Linked DNA regions of Capra hircus: region 2 is linked to region 1. Evidence: chromatin contacts called from public Hi-C data. All regions are on one chromosome and are shown on one strand. Each heading gives the region's core, a stretch centred on a gene start, on an enhancer-like site or on the middle of the called end of the contact. The rest is flanking DNA. Distances are from core to core; before and after follow the strand shown. Region 1 has its middle 17 kb from the start of EMC8. Region 2 has its middle 110 kb from the start of IRF8.

Region 1 (6,581 bases), core at 3,678-6,177:
AGACGATGCTGCTCTTCAGGCCATGCTGGGGAGGCTTCACCTCACCCAAATGACCGTGTTAACAACGGGGGCCCCTGGTGCTGAAGCAGGCTGGCGGGGGAGGGTTGGGGAGGGTCCCACAGTGGAGCTCCCCTGCTCCACAGGTATTTGAATCCAACCCCTTCAGGATGCTGACTGCCATATCCCAAATGAACACCAGGTGGCGTCCAGGCTCCGTGCTGGTCCTGGAGACCCCAGAGGCAGGCTCTTCATTAAAAAAAAATTCTTTTTTCCTCCTTGTCATATTTGTCTACTGAAAAGTTGGCAGGGAACTTTGTGCAATGTGGATTGTGGGGCAGTGACCTCAATTGTCCTGCCCCGTGTGTGACGTGCCTTCAACATCTTGTGTTTGATTGTGAAAATCCATGGAAATTTTGTATTTTGCTCCACAACTGCTGTATGTAATATAGAAATAGTTATTTCTACAAACTGCAAGTAACACTGAGTGCCCCCCGCCCCCAGGAAGTTGCATTGGCCCATGTAGGCTTCTCAGCACTGCACACCTCACATTTGCCTCCTGACTCATGCAGGGGAGGAATTGACTGTGTCCTCAGCTGTTTCCATGTTGATGCTAAAATTCTGCGGTGGGAAGGGCAGGACCCCACCCTCAGGGATCAGGTGACAAGCATTTTCATCTCTCCATAAATTCCAGTGTGTCGATGTCAAACAGCCCTAGAGCTGCTCTCCACATCCATCTGTGGAGGATGGATATTGTGTAACAGAACTGAAAACCATCTGAGAGATGGTCTAGAAGGCTCACTTCAGAAACGAGGAAATAGAAACTCAGGGAGCCGGCTCTGACTAGGTCCTGGCCAGCCCAGCAGCTCGGGGCAGTGTCCTGCCCCCTTCTGCCTGTTTTCCTGGTCGGAATGTTTGTCACGGGAATTGGGAGGTTGTTGTGGTGGTGGTTGTTGAGTCGCCCAGTCGTGTCTGACTCTTTGTGACCCCATGGACTATAGCACTCCAGGCTTCCCTGCCCCTCACCATCTCCTGGAGTTTGCCCAAGTTCATGTCTATTGATTTGATGATACCATGCAACCATCTCATCCTTTGCTGCCCCCTTCTCCTCCTGCCCTCAGTCTTTCCCAGCACCAGGGTCTTTTCCAATGAGTCGGCTCTTCCCATCAGGTGGCCAAAGTATTGGAGCTTCAGCTTCAGTATCAGTCCTTCCAGGGAGTATTCAGGATTGACTTCCTTTAGAACTGACTGGTTTAATCTTGCTGGAGTTGGGAGGACTCCCGCGCAAATTCTAAGACTCGGGCCACTCAGAGTGGCTGCTTTCTGCTTGCCTTGAGTCCTAGACCCTAGGCGTCCTCCAGAGCCTGTCCGGTGGTGATGTGGCCTTTATGATGGGAACACCAGGTTTGAAGGGGAAAACAAAGCTCCCAGTGACCTTTTCAGAGCCTTTGGCTCTTAGCACAGAGTGGCCGGCTCCCGCCTCCTGTCTGGAGCGTGGTGAGCTAAGCTGCCCTTCCTCCTCTGGCTCAGCACCGCCAGGAGAGGTGCGTGTTCTCAGAGGCGTATCAGTTTGGGTTCGTGCTTCTGGCCCTGGGCTCCAAGACCTGCTGTGTGTGTGGGTGGCCTGAGGGAGATGAGTGTATGTGCGTGCCTGTGTGAGTGTGTTAGTGTCTCAAAAGCCATAGGAGTAAACAGGGCATGTTTTCTTGGGGCATCATTTTCACCGAAAGTTTTGAAAAAGGCTGTTGTTTACAAGTAAAACAAACATGGATGGACCACAGAGTGGAAAGAGACTCAAGTCCCTTTTAAAGATAAAACACACAACTTTAAAGAAATTCGCATGGAGGCTGGTTTGAGCCATCTTGGAAGGGTTCTTCTCTGCCTGGAGCGGTTTGTAGAGTAAGTCTGTCAACAACACCCATTGCTTGAGTACCTACTATGTGCAAGACACTGAGGGGGCGGCAAGTGGGAGCTGAGCTCCTGCTCCTGAGGGTCTCGTGGTCTGGGGAGGAGTCTTGGCTTCATCTTCACCCTCCTGCATCACCGTCACCACCATCCTCATCACCACTGTCTCCTTCACCTTCACAAGCTCCAAACACCTCTATCTGCTTTGTTCCTCACTGTAACCCTAGCTTCTGGGAGAGTGCCTGGCACATAGTGGATGCTCAGTAGCATTTGCTGAGTGAGCGTTTCATTGTCCTGTCATCACGCTAACGTCTGTCTCATGTTCCATCTCAGTCACTGCTCACTGCAGTCCTAGGGCAGGAAGTGCAGTTACCCATTCCAGGTGGGGACACCAAAAGAGATGGGAGGCTCAGGGGCTAAGCCCCAGCGTGTCTCACTGCAGCACTCACACATCTCCCCTTGCTCTGCGGTGGCTGAGGCTCCGGGCACAGCTGTCAGGTGGGACTCCAGCTCAGAGGCTGGCCCTGTCAGGGCTGGCTTTGATTTAGTTTCTCTGCTGAGTGCTGAGATAGTCAGTGTCCAGATACCAGAGGGTGCAAGCTGGAGGTGACCACATGTATCCAGAAGGTGTGACCGGCAGGGGCTTTAGGCAGCATTTCCATGTTTGGGGCTTCCTGGCCAGTGGCCACGTTGGCGTTTGGTGCTTCCCAGGCATTTCTGTACATGCTGTCACCACGCCGGGCTGGAGGGGGACTCTTGGGGTTTTCCCTTTGATCAGGAGCCTGCTGGGGTCACCTGCAAAGCAAGTCACAAGGCTGCCTCAGAGGACTTTCCCAGCTATTAGGGCCACCACTTCCTCAAACCTCCTCGAGGCACCCTGGAAAACACCAGCTTGGTATCTGCATGAGCCTGGCAGAGCCCCTGTTCTGGGACTGCAGGGAAGAGCAAGGACCCAGATCCTAGATAAGCATCCCAGTCCTCTGCCGGAAGGATTTGTTAGTGAACGTGAGCTGCACTGGGCCCCCAGGATGCTAGGATCCTGCTGCATCTGGAACAGTGAGGGTGTGCGTCTGAGCCCCTGGAAGGCCTGGTTGGAGCAAGTCCACCTGATACTGAGGTGACCAAGGAGGAAAGTGGAGCCAGAAATGGAGAGACTCGGGTTTTCTGGTGTGATTTGAGCCCCTGGATCCAGCTTTACTTGAGCCCAGCATCTCCCTGACCTTTTGCTTGCATGGGCCAATAAATTCCTTTTTCTTCTTTATTTACTCCAGCCAGTTTAAGTTGGATTTTTGTTGTTGTTTGCCATTCATAACACAAAGAGTTTGACACACAGGTTCAAAGACTTTTAGACTCATCACCCTCTTTGAGAATCCAACAAAAGCTAAGAACCCTCTACCCAGAAATACGTATAGGCACACAGACATGTACAAGCATGTGTGCGAGCACATAGGCTCAGTGGACGCCTTTCATGGGTCTTCTAGGTACCAAGAGTTGGGAAGAAACAGATCTGAAAAAATTGCTGAAAAGTTCCTGGAAGCCTGCCCTAGGCATCTGAGATCAGATGAGACATTTTAACTGTAGGTCTGGTCCCCACACCCTCCCGGGCCATAGATGAAAAGCTCATATTCAGAGGGGTGAACTGTGGAGGTGTAGACCCTCGCCCGCCCCCTGCACATGCGTACCTGGTCTCATTGTGCTTTGCTTTCTTGGGCTTCGCAGAGGTGCCTTTCCCTTTTCTTTCCAAGTTGAGAGTTTGGGGCGACCCTGCGTTTATTGTTGCCGCTTTCCAACAGCAAGTGTTTGCTCATTCTGTTTCTGGGTGTCACGTTTCGATAATTCTCCCAATATTTCAAACCTTTATTATTTGTGATCAGTGATCTTAGAAGTTACTGTTGTCATTGTTTTTGTTTTTTTAGATTAAAGTATGCACATTTTTTGAGCTTCCCTGGTGGCTCAGATGGTAAAGAATCCACCTGCAATGCTGGAGACCTGGGTTTGATCTCTGAGTCAGGAAGATCCCCTGGAATAGCAGCTCACTCCAGTGTTGTTCAGAGAAGGCAATGGCACCCCACTCCAGTACTCTTGCCTGGAAAATCCCATGGATGGAGGAGCCTGGTAGGCTCCAGTCCATGGGGTCACTAAGAGTCGGACACGACTGAGCAACTTCCCTTTCACTTTTCACTTTCATGCATTGGAGAAGGAAATGGCAACCCACTCCAGTGTTCTTGCCTGGAGAATCCCATGGACTGAGGAGCCTGGCTGACTGAAGTCCTTTGAGTCTCAAAGAGTCAGATGCGACTGAGCGGCTAAGCACAGCACAGCATGCAGATTTTTTAGCCGTAGTGCTACTGCATTCTGAGCAGGCTCAGTAGAGTATAAAGAGAACCTTCATGGGCCCCGAGAAGCGAAGCATTTGAGACTCACTTTATTTCGAGGACTGGAACCGAATCTACAGTATCTCCCAGTTATGCCCACAGAAGTGTCTTCATCTTGAAGTAATCCTGAAAAACAGAACCTCAGCGTGCGGCCCCGCCCCAGTACCATCGGCACAAAAGGGAGCCCGAGGCCAGATCATGGGGGACCCATGTCCAGGCTCGCCCACGTTTACTCCACACGGAGCCTATCATGACCAGACTTCTGCTCATGGTGACTGAGCCTCGGCCACTGGCCACAAAACCCTCCACAGGTTTTTTGAAATGATAATATATAACCAGGGCCTGGAGCAGTGGAACGCTAAGCTATTTATGTTGTAAGTGAATTATGTATTTTTGTCCATCTGCACAGAACAGATCCTTCAGAAGTTTACGTAATAAAGATCCCCGTGGGTCTCAGAATCAGAAAAGCCAGTGTTTGTTTCAGATGTCTGAGCAGCCGGAATTTTTCTTTTCTTGGGCTTGAAAAATACCACAGGTTCCTCGGAGGCTGGGTTGCTGTATTAGCGTGGTTGGTCGTCTCCCTGGGGGTTCTGGTGAAGCAGGGGACGGATGGCCCCGGGGAGGCCTCTCACAGGGGCTGGGTCAGGGGGCCTCCCTCACAGCCTGAGGGGGCTGTGGGTGGCCCTCATCAAAACCATGATTCCATAGTTGGTGGTGGGGGAGGCCTTGCTCTGCTCTCGTCCTGTCTGCTAGGGGCTCCAATCCTGAGGGTGTGTCTTGGGATAAACAGTGGAGCTCAGCGTCTCCCGCTGAGACTGTCAGCCACTGGCTGATTTTCTTCGGAGTACCAACTCAGGGTCAAAGAGGCCTGTGCAGTCAGTCGGGTTTGTTTGGTTTTTTGTTTTAAAATCATGGTGAAATATTCTGGACACCGAGCACTCCACGGACCCGTCGGGTGGTGCATGAAACAGAACATTCCCCGGGACCCCTTCTCAGTCGTCCCCCAGAGGCGACACTCTCCTTGGCACAGATGTTTCTCCCCATGGGGGTTTTTTCCACCTCTTTGAAATTTCCTTCCCAAAGCGGTGACCTCAGGAGTGAGTGTTCACTCTTCCAAAGGACCTCTGAGGCTCCTGTACCTGCAGCCTCCGTGGGGCCCTGGGGGCACTTGGGCACGAGGGACGCTGCAGGGGCACCTGCGAGGGCGAGCGCTGCATCCTGGTTCTGGTCAACCCCCTCCCACCCGACCTGGGTCAACCGTGTCACCTCCCTGTGACGCTGCAGCCCCCTCCTCGAGACACCGGGGTCACAGCGGGCCCCCTCGGGACGGCTGTCAGGAGGACAGCTCCCCCACCCTGTAAGTGTCAGCTGTTACCACTGTGCAACCTGGGGCTGGGTTTGGACCCATCTCTGGGGGAGCCGCCCCACCTGGCTGTGGCGGGATCGACGGCACAGCCTCTTGGCAAACAGTGCTGAGCTCCTTCCCCAGGATACAAAAGCAAAAGAGGGGGTTTCTTCATAAGCTGTTTAGCAATCCAGGGAGGGAAAACAATCAGAGACATGGAAACAGCTCCTGGGCAGGGGGGGCGTCCACCATGTGGTGAGCCCACAGAGCCCCCGGACCTGCAGCCCGGCTGCGCCGTCGGGAAAGGGGAACAGGAAAAGCAGGGCGGGTTGAGCAACGCCAGCCCAGATTGGGGCCAGCCGACCACAGCCCTGGACGCCGCAGCCGCCGGGCGTTTGCACAGGAAGTGCCCCCAGCCCGACTCTTGGGGGCCCTTTTGTGTGTGGGGGCCTGGGGTCAGGCCTGGTTGCACTGTTCTGCACCCACTGCACTCCAGGGAGGGGACAGCCCTGGGGGAGACCCTCTTCCCACCCCAGAGGAAGGAGCAGAGGCTGCCCACCCCTTGCCCTAGGCTGGCAGCTGTCCCCAAATCCTCAGGCCAGGCAGCCCGGAACTCTCCAGATGGATTGCTGCCTTCTCATAGCTCGTGTGTTGTTGTTTTCTAAATATTTATTCAGGGCTTCCCAGGTGTCGCAGTGGTAAGGAAACTGTCTGCCAATGCGGGAGATGCAGGTTCAGTTCCTGGGTTGGAAAGATCCCCTGGAAAAGGAAATGGCGACCCACTCCAGTATTCTTGCCTGGAGAATCCCATGGACAGAGGAGCCTGGCGGGCCACAATCCACTGAAGAGCCAGACACAACTGAGCACAGCACAGCGGCTGTGCTGGGTCGTTTCCCTGGCTGTGCTGGGTCTCCATTGCTGCGAGCCAGCTTTCTGAGGTCGTGGCGAGCAGAGACTGC
Region 2 (7,236 bases), core at 1,852-4,351, 160 kb after region 1:
AAAAACGCAGGAAACTGCTCCTTGGGAGCTCAGGGCGCAGAAAGGCTGTGTCTCTGGAGTGCGGGCACCCTCTAGTGGATAGCCTGAGAATTGCATGGTGTTCCCTCAAGGTCCTCAGCAATTTCCCAAGTGAGCCTAAGAAACAACAATCTTGTTCCTCCCTCTCCGATTCAACCTGCTACTCTTATGCAGGGAGAGCACAGAGGCCCAGAGAGGGCACGTGCCTTGCCCAAGGCCACACAGCAAGGCTAGCAACCCAAGCTGTCAGACTCCACAGGCATCCTGGTGTTCTCCCTGATCTCAAATGACCAGGGAGCTGTGGTTCCCAGTGTGGTCAACGTCACCCTGCATGCTAGTTAGGATGCTTATTTCTAGGCCCTCCCCAGAGCTGCTGAATCCAAACCCCTGAGGACAAGGCCCGGAATCTGCATCTTAGCAAGCTCTTCTAAGAGCTTCTCCTCTTGCCAAAGGCCTCCTCTCTGAAAATGCAGTACCACCAGACGAAACTTCTTCTTCTTCCCTGGGATTCCCGGATGGGCAGCCATGCTCCTGGGCTCTCACACACATGCGGGTCACTTAGGATCTTGATAAGATGAGAATCCTAATGGAGTTGGTCTGGGCTGGGGCCTGACTTTGTACTTCTAATCAGCTCCCAGGGGAGGCCAGCGCAGAGGCCAGAGGGGTTAAAAGATCAAAGGAGACAGTACAGGAGAAGGGTGTCCTGTGACTTTTAAGGTTTCATCATTGGGGAATTGTCTTCCTTGGCTGAAGAGCTTGGGAAATGCTCGTGGAGGCTCAGAGCGCAGACTGGCACTCTAAATTAGCACATACACTAAGCACTGCAAATTAGCACATTAAGTTTGCATGCTAATTAGCGTACCGGGCTTCCCTGGTGGCTCAGGTGGTGAAGAATCCGCCTCCAGTGCAGGAGACCCGGGGTTTGATCCCTGGGTCGGGAAGATCCCCTGGAGAAGGAAACAGCAACCCACTCCAGTATTCTTGCCTGGAGAATCCCACGGACAGAGGAGCCTGGTGGGCTACAGTCCACGCGGTCACAAAGAGTCGGGCACGACTGAGCTGACGGACGCACAGGCCGCTCGCATTGGTGTATTAAATAAGCGTGTTAGAAACAACGCCCCCTGGAGGCAGCTCCAAGCTGCTGCCTGACCAGCTCCCTCCATGCACCTGCCCTCCCTGTGCCGGGGACATCCTCCCCAGCTCCTCCTTCCCACTCTGTAGGTCTCAGCTTCCTCCTCCAAGCCTCTGTCTTCCATGAACGGATGTGGCCACACTCTCAGAGCCCCGAATGTCCCCATCACTGTGCTGGGTCTGCCTTGTGTAAGAACAGAGACTGGCTATGCCAGAAGTTCACGCTGTGTCCCGGGGCCGGGCGTATGGGGCTGAAACACAACATGTGGGTCAGTGAAGGCACGAGTGGGTGGTGGGGGATAAAGGCCTCGTAGATGGAGAGGACAGGCTGCATGGCCTCAGACCCCTGCAAGCAGGCGACCCTTGACCTGTACACTCGGATGCGGTGCAGAGAGACCCGGGATGAAACGAGAGGCGAGGACACACGCGTGCACATGTGGTGAACACGTGCGGATTCGCTGTGGAACTTCACGTGTCAATCAAGAGACCTGAAAATCACGCAGCTTTGGAGAGGTTTACTTGGCTACCTAATCCTTGAAAAGCTGTACTTTTCAGATTAGCAGATTCTGAAAAGACAAACACTCCCTGTTAAGGCTGAGCCCAGAAAGAAAGAAACCTGGGAGAGACCCGGGAGAGCGTCTCAGCTCCCAGTGCCCCACCAGACGGGCCAAAGAAGCAGGCTCCAGAGGCAGAGGACGAGGCTTTGAGTCCCAGCTCTCCCGCTTGCCAGCTGTGTGCTCTCAGGGGAGTTATTCCACCTCTCCGGGCTCCCCACCTCTACCACAGGGACAGAGAGAAGTGTCTCTGTCCTGAGGTCACATGTAGACCACCAGAGGTGATACAGGCAGAGCTCTCACGGGGCCCTGGTGCTCAGTCAGGGTCCAACAAACGCAAGTCACTATCGTACTCCTTGTTATTGCTCGTGGAAAGCCCGCCTTGACTTCAAGGATGGTTTCATTGGATGAGACTCAAGGTGGAAACTGAGCCGGTGCCTCTGCCAGGACAGGAGAGCTTGCTCCAGGCGGGGGCTGGCGCCTCTGCTCCCGGGACCATGAGAATGGCCATCTCCTTGGCCTCAGGGTCCCCACCCCCAACACGAAAGGGGTGGAAAACGGCCAGAAAGCAAAGGGCAGGCAATGCCGAGAGCTGGCAAGGATGGGGAAGGGCCGAATCTCACACCAGGTGCTGGGAGGGCCACTTGGGACCGGAGTTCGGGGACCCTGTTGGCCATGGCTACTGCAGCCATGCCCCCGTGCCCAGCACCTCCCATCCTGGGTGGGTGCTCAAGAGACGCGCAAATAGAGGTTCACCCAAAGACGCAGACAGGCCAGCTCACAGCAACGCCGCTCCTCTCAGAGCTGGGGACTGCCCCGGCGCCTGTGACGGCGTAAGCCCTAGGCTGCGTGCGTGTGCCAGGCTGGGCCGCTGCGCCTTCCAGCGACAGGAAGTAAACCTTTGGAAAGGGTTACTCCTGGGTCTCTCCCCCGGGTCTCTCCCAGGTTTCTTTCTTTCTGGGCTCAGCCTTAACAGGGAGTGTGTGTTTTTTCAGAGAAGTAACAGGGAAGTAAACCTCCCTTGTTCAAAACACGGCCCCGACTCCAAAGAGCAGACGCTGGGTGATTCTAAGTATTAAGATGTCAAGTGCAGCAGCAGGCGGAGCCAAGGCCTGCTGTTAGAGGTCAGGAGAGTGGTCACCTTTCGGGGCGCAGGGGAAGGGAGCGGGAGATGTAAAGGGTGCTTCTCCTGCTTTGTATGCTCTGTGTCACACTCCGGTAACACACGTGCACTGAAACAAGGAAGGGCCGATGACAGGGTTCTAGGGCCCTGCTGGCTCTGCTGCCCCAGGCTTTCTCATCCCAGCCCTGCTTCCTTCTTTCAGCCCCCTGGGGAAAGGTCCCGGCGGGAGGGAGGGGACTCCTCGCTTGGGGTTTGGCAGCGCCTTCCGAGGTCACGCCAAGAGGCGGCTGTGGATGGAGAGATGAGTAAGGGCTGAATTTCCCTGCAGGGAAGACACGGGTCTGACTATGGTCTCCGCAGTGGTTTCCTTGGCGACCAGCTGTTGTCTGAAAAACAGAACAATGTGAGAACACTGCAGGGTCAGGCGAGGAAAGACCCTCTGGGGAACTCACGCACATAGAATAAGAGGAAGCAGTCAGAGTTGGTGCTGGGCAAGTGGCCCCCAGAAGCCGACCCACCTCCCTGCCCACCCTTGGAATTTTGGCATTAATCAAATGTTTGCAATTCAAATACCCTTTTCTCATTGACAGATGTTAGGTATTACAGACCTTGTGCTGGGCTTCCCACAAAGTGATCGTGGGGGCTGTGATGACATAGAAGTCATCTGCCCTCAGCTTCCCCCAGCTTCTCCCAGTTTGGAGGTCAAATGTGACCACATGACGCTTCAAAAAAGTAATTGCTCATGTTCAACTTGTCCTTATTTGCTCCAAGCCTGGTGGATCACCTCTTACAGGCCCTGCCTCCCTGATGACCGAGAGCTTTGGAGCGTTCCTGGTGCAAGGTGGGGGTCAGGCTGCCTGTGGATAGCAGGTGGACAGGCTTGACCCCCACCCCCGTTGGAGCTGCTGCTCCGGCGGTGGCCACAGGGTGTCGCTGTTGAACACCAGGCTCGCACAGCCTGAGGGACTCCTTGCCTTCCATGAAGGTGGGACTCTCAGACGCCCTGGGATTGCAACTCTTGCAGTCCACGCTCCTGGGCTCAGCTTTGGTTTTCCCAGGTGCAGCACCAGGGGTGACTGGGTCTAGAGGTGCTTCTAGCCTGGCCAGAGAGGGGATGCAACCACCCCAATGACACACAGCCAAGAGGACCAGACTCTTGAAACACACAGACACATTGTAGATATCTTGGAATTGTGAAGCAGATACTTATGCTAAGGTATTTTAGGGATGATGGTGCTCCAGCTAAAGATTCCTGCAAAGACACCCCCCTCTCAGGGAAAACAAGGATGGAATCTCCACGGGTTAGTAGAAAAACTGGGCTTTTGAGTTATGCATTTCTGTATTCAAATCCTGGTTCTGCCACATTCTTCTGTGGGCTCTGGGTAAGCTGTTTCACTCTGAACCTCATGAGATGGATATTGGAATAGTTCCCACCAAGGGCTAGAACAAGGATGGAAGGTAATGGACACAGAGAGCCCCATAAAGACTTCTCCAGGCGCCAAACACCCTCCCCTAAGGACTAGTTAGTTCCAGGCTCACTCCGGCTTCCCTGCCCAGCCTGGAATTAGCCATTCCTCCAAGGAGCTCAGGGTCTGGCACTTGTGGTGTTAAAACCTCCCCAGATGATTGTGATGGGAGCTGGTGTCAAGAGCTGCTGGCTTGGCCTGGTGGGGTCGGGGAGGGGGCTGTCAATATTCCTTCCCTTATCGTCACAACTATGTCTAGCGAACATTTACTATGTCCTAGTGGTTCATATAGAGAAGGCAATGGCACCCAACTCCAGTGCTCTTGCCTGGAAAATCCCATGGACGGAGGAGCCTGGTAGGCTGCAGTCCATGGGGTCACTAAGAGTTGGACACGACAGAGTGACTTCACTTTCACTTTTCACCTTCATGCATTGGGGAAGGAAATGGCAACCCACTCCAGTGTTCTGGCCTGGAGAATCCCAGGGACGGTGGAGCCTGGTGGGCTGCCGTCTGTGGGGTCACACAGAGTTGGACACGACTGAAGCGACTTAGCAGGAGCATCAGCAGTGGTTCATATATCATCTTATTTGACCCTCACAATAAACCCACGTTAACCAGTTTGTTAACCAGTTTTGCATAGGAAAACCCGAAGGCTCCCAGAATTAGACACTCTGTTGTGGGGGGGGCTGCACAATTAGTGGGGGATGGAGGCCAGATTTGAACCCAGGCCCCTCTTTCTCCAGGGTCCCTCCACTTGCCTGTTCTGCCTCTAATTCCTGGCTTTCCAGTCCTCAGAGAGATGAAAATCAGTCTTTCCTGCATGCCCGAGCTTGCCCTCCTCATGCCATCCTACCTAACAGTGTTCCCATTCATTCATTCATTCATTCATTGCTAAGCCACGGGGTGATGAAGATGAAAGCAGATTTTTCACGTGGAGCCACGCAGACCCAGAGCAGGCAGCTGGCATGCAGGGTGGCGGGGTTGATTTGGGGGGGTTGGTGGAGTTGGTGGGCCCAGTTGTGGACGATAGGGCCGGTGAGTCTGGCTGCCCTGGCAGGCAGAACTCCACCTTGGAGCACATGGACAGCATGCTTTTCAGACCAGATGCCACAGGTAGAGCCGGGAAAAGGCTCATACACAGAGGCAGCAAGGTTACGATCATCTAATTCCCTGTGCACAGCGACAGGCATTTACACCAGCTGTAGATACCTGGAGGGCCTGGCGAGAGCAGCCGGTGTGACCCTGGGCAGCTGGGGATTTCTCCAAGAAGGCGCACCCGGGGGGCCAGCCGCCCTGCATGGGGCCTGGCCGCATGGGCATCTCTTCCAGAACTTAGCAGGTGTAGCTTTCACAGTTACAAGGGAACACAGGCTTATTAAGGAGGCCTTGGAAAAGACATTAAAGCTGCTGCTGCACCCTCAAGTTCACTGCCGGCACACGGATGTATCTCCAGGCCCCACTCATTCATTACCCCATGTACTGTCACTTGAATTTTCGTTCCATGTTATGTCCCAGCCAGTTCCTAATAATAATAATAATATAATAATACATTGGGGACTGACAGGCACTGCTAAACCGATCTCACTGGCTCACGTCGTCCACACCAGGACAGCTGGAAACATGACCTCTCACCCCTCCTTATTTTTCAGCCAGGGTCACCCAGCGGGAGTCAGGTGGCTATGAGGTGGGCAACCCGGATTTCTTCTGATGCCTCCAACAACAGCCACTGTGTTCCTTTCTTCTCAAGGTTCTGTCTGAAGCTTCCAGGGTGCTGACGTGGTCACGATTACATCTCTGACAGCTCCGTGAATTCCTTTGGGGTCCCCTGAGGTGGGGGCTGGCGTCAGCTCTCAGATGGGCCAGGCCCTTCTGGAATCTTCTGAGCCCTGGGTATTGTGTCTTCCTTTCCCCTGGGAGGCCAAGAGTCCAGCGGGTGCCAGGGTGACCCCGCCCCTGGTCTCTCCCCCGCCAAGCCTCCCGAAATAAAGGGCTCTGGCAGATCTGCTGGCTGCTTCCATGTCTTAATCTCAGGGCTCCCCGGGTTTGGAGAGCCACCTGGGGCTCCAGGCCTGTTGGAGGAGAGGGGCCAGCCACCAGCCAGGCCTCCCTGTCTGTGCGGGCTCGTCATCTGGCTGGCCTGCTAACACCTCCGCGCCCTCCTCCCGGCAGAAGGAGATAAGCAGCTTTCCTGAGGGGTGACAAGGGGCAGAAGGTATTCTGGCCCCAATTAAACTATGCTGGGGCTCCTGGCGAGGTGCTGGCAGGCTCTGAACTCCACAACCAGGAGGGGGCTGGCGGCCGGGGCCCTGTCCCCGGGCTCATCCATCAGTGGGGCGGCTTTGATTCTGATAACGGTTTGATCTCCAGTGACAGGAGGGGCGGGCGGGGGCGTTTATGGCTCCATTTCCCCCGGGCCTTGAATGGAGCTCAGTGGCTCCAGAGGCAACTGATTTGGCCAGGAGGTGGCCTGTGTTTGGCCCCTGAGCCTGTTGGCCTCCAGACCTGTGGCTGAGACAGCAAAAGAGGGACATGAGCCCTGGTCTTGGAGAACTGATGTGAAAAGACCCTTCCCTGGAGCCACGTTTCTATTGCGTTTTGACTACTGGTCTCATCTAATTACAGTCACTGCAGGGGAGCCGTCAGTGGTCACTTCTGAGGAATCTGAGGCTCAGAGAGGGTGAGCCAGTGGCCTAAGGCTGCCCAGCTAGAAAGCAGAGCTGGGTTTCGGGCACATCGATCTGACAGTATAGCCTGATGTCTTCCTAGGACACCAGCACTCCCCAAATGCAGGGGTTGGGGGGACTGAGTGGGGCTGAGCCCTACAATACAGACTCCAACTTGGGGGGAACAGGCTGCTTCCAGGCCTTCCGATCATTTACGGGCAGTGCCCACAGGTCTTGACCATTTGCTAATCTCTTTTGAGGTTTTCCTGTTATTGTTCCTT

The links. A called contact is a pair of places that touch in the nucleus more often than the background predicts.
Region 2: a contact with region 1 is called in a Hi-C map of blood, with 5 times the contacts expected there. The contact joins two enhancer-like sites. A contact is called at or near these places in 2 of 5 Hi-C or Micro-C datasets (both in blood).

What each region holds. Positions count from the first base shown.
Region 1 is chr18:13,178,319-13,184,899 of ARS1.2, forward strand. No RefSeq gene overlaps it. Among named protein-coding and RNA genes, the nearest start is that of EMC8, 17 kb to the left of the region's middle. Within about 2 kb of position 4,928, at least 1 of the 5 cell types and tissues checked has an H3K27ac peak or open chromatin away from gene starts, as enhancers often do.
Region 2 is chr18:13,344,975-13,352,210 of ARS1.2, forward strand. No RefSeq gene overlaps it. Among named protein-coding and RNA genes, the nearest start is that of IRF8, 110 kb to the left of the region's middle. Within about 2 kb of position 3,102, at least 2 of the 5 cell types and tissues checked have an H3K27ac peak or open chromatin away from gene starts, as enhancers often do.